2 separate regions of the Mus musculus genome follow, and region 1 is linked to region 2. A link is a contact called in public HiChIP or PLAC-seq data. All regions are on one chromosome and are shown on one strand. Each heading gives the region's core, a stretch centred on a gene start, on an enhancer-like site or on the middle of the called end of the contact. The rest is flanking DNA. Distances are from core to core; before and after follow the strand shown. Region 1 holds the start of 9230102O04Rik (RIKEN cDNA 9230102O04 gene). Region 2 has its middle 78 kb from the start of Gata3.

Region 1 (4,231 bases), core at 448-2,947, 88 kb before region 2:
CTGGGTTTGAAGTAGCTGGCGATGGTGGCCATTAGGAGAGCACAATGGCTTCCAGGAACCATCCACAGCCAATATGTATCCCCAGGCCCAGGGTTCCACACTGTCTCCCTCGGTAGCTCAGCTCACAGTCCTCACCAGTGAGGAATGACCTCTGTCTCTTGGTCCCATTTCTACCCCAAACAGAAATGAAATAGTTCAGATCAGCAATTATTCCATGGTTCAGTGGTTATTCCGTGCAAGAGAAGTGGAGTCAGAAAAACCCGAGGTAGCTGGACTAGAAAGGGCACAGGTGCAAGCAACCAACAGGGAAGTCTTTATGTCTCCGTGGCTGTGAACTGGCCTGTGTCTTTGTGATCTATGTGTCCAGAGAACACACAAACATCCTCAATGAAAACACTCCCTAAAATTAGTGATGGGACCGTCCTGTTCTCAGGGCAGCTTCCAGCAACCCTGGCGTGAACTACTGTTATCACCACTGAATGAGGCAATGTCATTTCTTGTCACACACACACACACACACACACACACACACACACACACACAGAGAGAGAGAGAGAGAGAGAGAGAGAGAGACAGACAGACAGACAGACAGACAGAGACAGAGAGACAGACAGACAGAGACAGAGACAAAGAGAGAGACAGAGACAGAAATTGAAATTTCAACCGGAAAGCAACTCCGTTGTAAAATCAGACAGCGACTCGTGGTTTCTTAGAGCACTATCCTTGTACTGTGCTCAGGCGATGTCCAGTAATCAGGAATAAATGCCTCAGAGCCTTTCCCTCACTTCCCCCTTCATCTCCACTTTTTGTTTTCCTTTTCGACACAGGGGTTCTCAGTCCTGCTTTGTACACCAGGCTGACCAGCTAGAGACCCACCTGCCTCTGCCTCCGGAGTGCTGAGGACAGGGCAATCTATTAAAGGGGTGCTACTGCGCTGGACCCTCTCTCTTTACCTCATTCCCTTCCCACTTCAATACTCCCCCCCCCCGCCCCCCAACTCCCCTGTCCACCCTTCTGTCTGTTAAGAGAATCAGATCATGCCTTTAGCCCCAGCCAGACCACTGTAGTTCTTAGGATTTTCTTTTTTAGCCTCCAAGTTTCTTTGGAAGCCCAACTTCCTCCAGTTAAGACTTTTGGGAGCAATGACGGGGTTGGGGGTGGGGCACGCGACCGCATTTTCACAGCTCTTTACGTTTTAGAGCAGTGTTCAATCCGGAGCCGGTGTCGGCAGAAGGGAAGGAGCGCGGCGAGGCCGGCAGAGCAGACCCGAGGAGACCTGGGGGACAGAAGGTGCTCGCGAGGGAGCTTTAGTAAGAGGAGTGGGAGAGGGAAGAAAGTCTGCTTTGGTTCGGAAGTGCCCCTATAGGACGTACATTCTAAGGAAAAAGAGGCTTTCAAATTGGAGGCGAACTTGTTGAAGGTAAGGAGAAAGAGGAGGAGGGACAGCAGGGACCTTAAAGGGGGACAAGAAGCATTGAATGGGAAGTGAATGGGAAGCATGGGGAAACCGTAAAAAGCCCCACCCGCCCGCGAGACCCAGAAGTGAGATCTAGATACCGCTGGGTGCAGGGGATTGGGAGGATCAACTGTTGTAGTCACGTGGGCACATGCGTGCCTCTCTGGTCTCTGCTCCAGCCCCCATCCAGTCGCGCGTAAGGAGGAAGGGTACTTGTGTCTCTTACGCTTCCCGGAAGCCAGTCACATCTTCCCAGGACCCACGGCTTTCCTGGACAGTTCATAGGGTGCATTAGGGCAACAGGTTGGGCATAGGTTGTTAAGAGCATGGCTCCAGCCTAGTCCTCACAGCTTACTGGAGAGTGTGACTCTGCCACTTGGTGGCGGAGAGCTGGAGCGACAGGGCTGGGGACTGGCAGGATTGCTTTGGCGAAGATGGTTCTTCCGGGTTCCCCAATGGACCAGAAGATCCCCTTCTTTCCTTTTGCCAGATTGGCAAATGGTGTTCTCAGCTTGCTCCACTCTTGGGTTCATCGCACCCCAGAGGACGCCCCGCCGAGGCGCAGACGGGTTGGTGTCTAAATGGAAAGAATTTCAGGTTTGTGGAGGTAGAGACAGGTCGCTGACAGTATCTAGGAGAAAAGCGTGCCTATCCTGGTATCACCCACTCTGCAACGTGACATCCATCACCCGGTAGCTCTCGCCACTCCACGGGTGCCGACTAACACTTTCGGGACTCCCAGCTTCTCCTTTCTCCTCTGTCTTCCGCCCCACCTCAACAGTTCCGTAGGCTCTGACCGGTCTCCTTCTCCCAGGAGTTGACCACCCCAAAGCTGAACACTGAGTCACCTCTTTCTACCCAACCGGTTGGAGCAGCCCCAACTTATTGACTTCATGGTTCAGCCACGGACAAAACTTTGTTTTATTTCTCCCCAAGGATATATTTATTTTAAAAGTCAGCCTCCATATTTTTTTTGCAAAAATATTGTGAAGGGAAAATTCAACCTGCCAAAACAAATGGACCCTGACCCTTTTCTACCTCGGTGTTTGAAGGGTTTCATTTCACTCTAGCTGAAATGTACTCGTGGTAGATTCTCTTGGTACATGATTCAGATGCCCTTGCTATTGGATGGGAATGGGAAGGTGTGTGTGTGTGTGTGTGTGTGTGTGTGTGTGTGTTTACTCCAAGCAGGACACTGCAGTTATCTGGGTCCTGGGTAGGGCAAACAGCTTCATTTCCTTTATAGAATTTTCCCTTGACTGCTTCTAGTTCCTGTTTTTATTTTTTTATTTTTCTCCTCAAAAATAAAATTTCCTCATGAAATAATTTAAGACAATTGGGACCCATAGGATCCTTTTAACTCTGATGAATATTCTTCTATGCCTGGATTAGACAGCAGCAATCAAGTCCAGCCAAAAACATTCAAATTCTATTTTACTAATCCCGACTAAAGGGTGGTGGTGGCCGCTGCAGCAGTGGTGTGAAGTAAAGGCAAAGAGACTACTTTTGGGAATGGGGGTGCCCGTATAAACCCAAACCTTGAGAGAAAGAAAACACTTTTGAAGGCTTACTAGTTTGTTAGCTCTTCATACGATGTTCACTCCTGACCGTGCCCATAGAACCTCTTATTGAACCATTTGTTCAAAAGTGAGAAGAAAATGCTTCAAACACGTTTGTGCCTATGATAATGGCCCATTCCACAGGGCAGTGTCATTTATAGTGTTAATTCCAACCCGGTCTGGAGACAGTGGGCTGGCTTTGTAGGCACCAGGAGCAGGTCACATTTCAGGCAATGTTTCTTGCCCACCCGGTCCAACTCAGTTTCACACACCTCTGATGTGCGGTTTGTGTGTTTGCAAAAGGGGATGGTATTCATTCCCTCCCTCCCCCTCCTTCTTTCCTCCTCCCCCCTCCTCCTACCCCTTTGCAACCCGGAAGAGCTCTGCTGTCTACACTGAGCCAAGGGAGGCAGAGGGGAGGGGGCTCTTAGCAAGGATTCACATCAGCCAGGTTTTACCTCTGGCTGGAAGCCTGGCTGAGATGCAGTGAAGCAGCCGCCGCTGCTGTGGGAGCGTCAGCAACAGTGAAGTCTGCCTGTCATTTCTACCTTCAGATCTCCAGCAAGGCGGGTGGAAAAAAAACAAAAAAACAAAAACCAAACCAGCTGGCCTTCAGGAGAGAGCTGCCCTGGTCAGTGAGTACATAGCTATCTCCTTTTCCTCTGTTATCCTTCTCCTTGATTCCCATGGCGAGAATTAAGAGGAGGTCTCCGCCATGGGGATAGCTGCCTCTGAAAGAAAGTGAACCAGACCCCAGCCCTTTATTGTTCTTTCTGGGCACTGGAAGTCTTTGGCTTTCTGCAGTGACCTTGGGTGATCATGGTGTGGAAGTGTGTGGATGCCCTTGTTTGGAAGAAGGAGCTAGCAGAACTTGGGGTGCAAAGAAAAACTGAATGGGGGGTAATAAGAGCTGCTAGAATGCTTGGGAAGAGCTCTGCGTAGATGCTTTTCACTGTCAGGAGAACAGGACATTAGAGGAGCTAGCCCATCTACCCAGGACAGAGCATTCTCTAAAGGTGGCTGCAGTGCCCAAGTGTCAATGCCATGTTTACCTTTCCCTGCTTTACGAGCCTTACATGGTTAGGCTCATTGTCTGCATATCATTGAAGAAACGTGCACTGGGAGACAAAGTTGGAGCCCAGATGTGTCAACGTCTGGCAGCCCCCCAGGGTAGCTGGTGGTTGGTAGGCACCCTTGTTTACAGAAGCACCCCGAG
Region 2 (4,129 bases), core at 150-2,649:
TTGTGAATGCTCTCCTGTAGCTTTTGATCCAGTGACTCATCCTGACTCACTCGCTCTCTGGTGTGCCAGGAGAGTTAGTCTGATCAGTTTCATTAGCTTTTTTTTAAAGGGTGTTCATTGGGTGACTCAGGTCCGTCCAACTAGTTGTTACATTGTTACATAGATGAAAGACCCCGTCGGTAAGATTTTCTGTTCTTGTTTGCTTTTTACTTTCAAAATCATGGCCTAGGTGGTGTTCTGTGACTTGGTTGGTGTTGGGAGGGATGCTGCTGCCAGAAGACTGGATTAGGAAGAAGCCCCAGGAGGCCCGGATTCTGGGTCCAGCTAGCCACCTGCAGCCTTAGGCAAGTTACACAAATTTCCTGGTCAGGTTATTTCTTGAAATAAAAAAGGGGAAGCAGTGGATGGATGAGAGTTACGCTTCTGAGAATCCGTGCCCCATTCTGGGTAGAAGGTGGACCTGTCACTCAGGGATATGCTAAGTCCTCTGAACTGCTGATGTGCTGTGGGAGTGAATAGCAACCCTGGTCAGGCTGGGCTGTCCTCTTCATCTGCTCCTGTGTTCCCTCCCACTTCTCATTTTTAGTGAGTTCCAGAATCACTAAACCAAAGTGCTGCATCTAGACAACTGTGTTACTATGTGCAATGAAAGATTATTATCCCCCCATTTAGAAAACTAAAGAAAATTATTATTGGAAAGCTTTCCTTACTTCTCCTCCATCATCATCATCATTGTCATCGTCATCGTCATTGTCATCGTCATCAGATACTAGGAGAATGCTCTACCACTGAACTATATCCCCACCCCACACCTCTTTTAAAACTTTATTTTTATTTTTATTTTGAGACAGGGTCTCACTAATTATCCCAGGCTGGCTCAAATTTATAATCCCCCTGCTTCAGCTTTTCCAAGGAGCTGAGATTATTGGCTCTACATTATCAAGCCTGTTTAGAAAACGTTATTTTTTTTTTCTCTGTAAGATGTCACTATCCTGACAAGCATACCATAATACTGCCCTCACAAAACATGGTTGTATATAATTGTTCCGCTGACAAAGACCCTGTTGTCTTTACTTTCTTTAGTTAATTAATGGATTCATTAATTAATTGGTTTTGACATGTGGGTATCTCAGGCTGGCTTGAAGCGTACGGCAGTCCTGCCCTGGTCTTTCAAATTCTGGATTACAGGTGTGATTACCACATTGTCACCTTCTGAGTTCTTGTCCCTGCCACTCTGAAGGTCTCCTGACTTTGCCCCTACCTTTCTTTCCCTGGCTCACCATTTGCCTGCCCTACCTCTCCCTTCTTTTACTTCGAGGCTGCCATTGTCTTCCCTTCCCCTTCACAGGGGGTAGCTGGAGAGGGAGGATGTGGTCAGATCTGATGAGGTGAGAACCAATCCAGTTCCCTTTTCCTTCACCTCAGCCCCTTGGCAGATGTGAGACTCAATCACACCATCTCCGCCCAGACCACGGGTGGAAACTCCAGAAACCTCAGCCTTGGGACACAGTGGCCACACTCTCGTTTCGGAGTTGTTCTAGAAAGCCTTCTGACAGTAGGTGTCAGTCACACTGGTTAGCAGTTCATCTTCACAGTGGCGCAGAAGACACCACAGAGTTTGCTGGTATTGGGCAATCACACGGGACTGTCTGTGAGCCTTCCTGATTTGACGGAGGTCTCCATTTGATTGGGTCTTCTGAGTGTTATGTGTCCACCAGCACTGAGAGTTACAACTGTCTCCCTAAACAATACACTGGTGTTAGTCATAATGGAAATACCATAGCTTGTTATAACTTGGGTGGTATTGTATATTCTATGAGCTTATAGATGACAGTTAATTATTATTGCATCCAGTCTTCTTATTAATAAAAAGACAAAAGGGAGGTTTACAAGTTGGCTCCGTGGTAAAAGGAGTTGTATATGCATGAGGATCTGAGTTCAAATCCCCAGCACTGACACAAGAAACCAGGAGTGTGCCTGAAACCCCAGAGTTGTGCCGTGATGAGAGAGGAAGATGTCTGCCTTTGCTGATGGCCAGCCTAGATTTAGGTTGAGAGAGAAAAACCATGATGCAAAGGAATATGGTACACACACACACACACACACACACACACACACACACACACAGAGGCATATACTTGCACATGCAGACGTGCACATACACATACACACATTCAAACACACACAGAGGCATGCACAAGCATATACATAGGTACATGTGCATATACATGCACACACACATGCACACATACTATACATGCCCATACACACATGCACATACATACACACACATGCACACACACATACACACAAATGCACACACAGGCACATGTGCATACACACACATACATACATGGGCATACATGCACACACATACCCACATGCCCATATACACATGTACATACATATGCACACACACAGGCACACATGCATGAAAAGACACACATGCACACATACATACATGCCCATACACACATGCACATACATACACACACACATGCACACACACATACACACAAGCACATGTGCATACACACACATACATACATGGGCATACATGCACACACATACCCACATGCCCATACACACATGTACATACATATGCACACACACAGGCACACATGCATGAAAAGACACACATGCACACATACATATGCACGCACGTGTGTGTGTGTGTGTGTGTGTATGTGCACGTAAGTGCACATGCACAAGTAGATGAAAGTCATGGATGGGCATGAGTTGCTCCTGTTTGTTTCTCTCTCTCTCTCTCTCTTGCTTGCTTGCTCGCTCTCCTTGTTTTTCAGTGTTGGGGATCAAACCCATGGTCCTGTACAAGACCATGTCCAAGGCAAGTACTGGGCCACATCCTCTGACACTGTTTTTGAGAAACAGTCTTAACGTACAGACGGGGCTGGTCTTGAGCTCTTGATGTCCTACCTCAGCCTCACTAGCAATGGCACCGCAAAGCTGTGCCACACCATGCCTTATCAGAAACGAGCCCATTTTATAGCCTAGGTTGTAATAGACATTTAAGTTCATTTTACACCTTGTATTCCATGGAACTTCAAAATGCTCTCCACATCCAGAGGAATCTACAGTGGTTTCCATAGCTAGACGAGTTTCTTGTGGTCTCCTCTTTTAAGGGACTTTACAGTGGTCTTTACATCAGGGGACTTCACAGTGGTCTCCACAGTTAGGGAATTTTATGCTGGTCTCCACATTCAGGAGAGTTCAAACTCATTTCCAGAGGCAGAACCACTGCAGTGTTGCCATGGCAGTAGCTAAGGGATTGGTCTCCCAGGCTTTCTCACAAACACTAATTGGGAAATTCATTTTGACACCGGCTGTTTTAAGGATGGAGACTGCAGATGTGAATGACCTGAAGGAAAATCTACACCTGGAAACCCCAGAAGACAGCTTGGAGAGCAAGTTACAAGGACTGTTTCTCTTCTCTTCTCTTCTCTTCTCTTCTCTTCTCTTCTCTTCTCTTCTCTTCTCTTCTCTTCTCTTCTCTTCTCTTCTCTTCTCTTCTCTTCTCTTCTCTTCTCTTCTCCCCTCCCCTCCCCTCCCCTCCCCTCCCCTCCCCTCCCCTCCCCTCCCCTCCCCTCCCCCCTCTCTCTTTCTTTCTTTTTTTCTTTTTCTTTTCCTTTTTTTTGAGACAGGGTCTGTTGACAGTCAGGAGTTCAACAAATAGATCAGACCTTCTGGCCAGCAAATCCTGCATCTAGGACATCTGCCTCTCCCATGCTGGGTTGACAAGCATGGGCCACTGCACTCCGTCCCCCCACCGCTCCCACGTTGGTTCTAGGGAATGAATTCAGGTCTCACACACACACAAGGCAAGCACTCAGCCAACTGAGCTATCTCCCCAGTCCTCAAAGGTTGCTCTTTAGAATGACTCTGGCTTCTGAAAGCAAGCTTGAGTTCCACAGCTAGGTTCCTAATTTTGCAAAATAAAATAAAATTTAAAAAAGGCAGTGTCCAATGGACGAGGTTATTTCTAAATGTGGGGCTGAGTGACTTCAGTTTACTAATCTAGTATTAGAATAGTGGTACAGAAGAGAATATAAACTTCCAGAGAATAATGGATGCCTACAGATAATGAAGGTGCGCACTCTTTCTTGAGATC

Evidence for each region. HiChIP or PLAC-seq counts read pairs in DNA pulled down with a chosen protein or histone mark.
Region 1: a contact with region 2 is called in a BATF HiChIP or PLAC-seq map of CD8 T cells, with 6 read pairs. The contact joins the promoter of 9230102O04Rik here to the enhancer-like site in region 2. A contact is called at or near these places in 1 of 39 promoter capture datasets (liver), 5 of 484 Hi-C or Micro-C datasets (CD8 T cells, effector CD8 T cells, embryonic fibroblasts and 2 more), 4 of 115 datasets of contacts at active chromatin or transcription factors (CD8 T cells, embryonic stem cells and pancreatic cancer cells) and 2 of 9 other capture datasets (adipose tissue and pancreatic islet).

What each region holds. Positions count from the first base shown.
Region 1 is chr2:9,887,006-9,891,236 of GRCm38.p6, reverse strand. It overlaps 9230102O04Rik (RIKEN cDNA 9230102O04 gene), which reads left to right and starts at 1,697. Exons shown (of 4, transcript NR_040511.1): 1 at 1,697-2,025; 2 at 3,570-3,646. It also overlaps a transcript of Gata3 not described here.
Region 2 is chr2:9,799,036-9,803,164 of GRCm38.p6, reverse strand. No RefSeq gene overlaps it. Among named protein-coding and RNA genes, the nearest start is that of Gata3, 78 kb to the left of the region's middle. Within about 2 kb of position 1,399, at least 35 of the 459 cell types and tissues checked have an H3K27ac peak or open chromatin away from gene starts, as enhancers often do. A contact at or near this core is called in CD8 T cells and pre-pro-B cells, where this site is marked.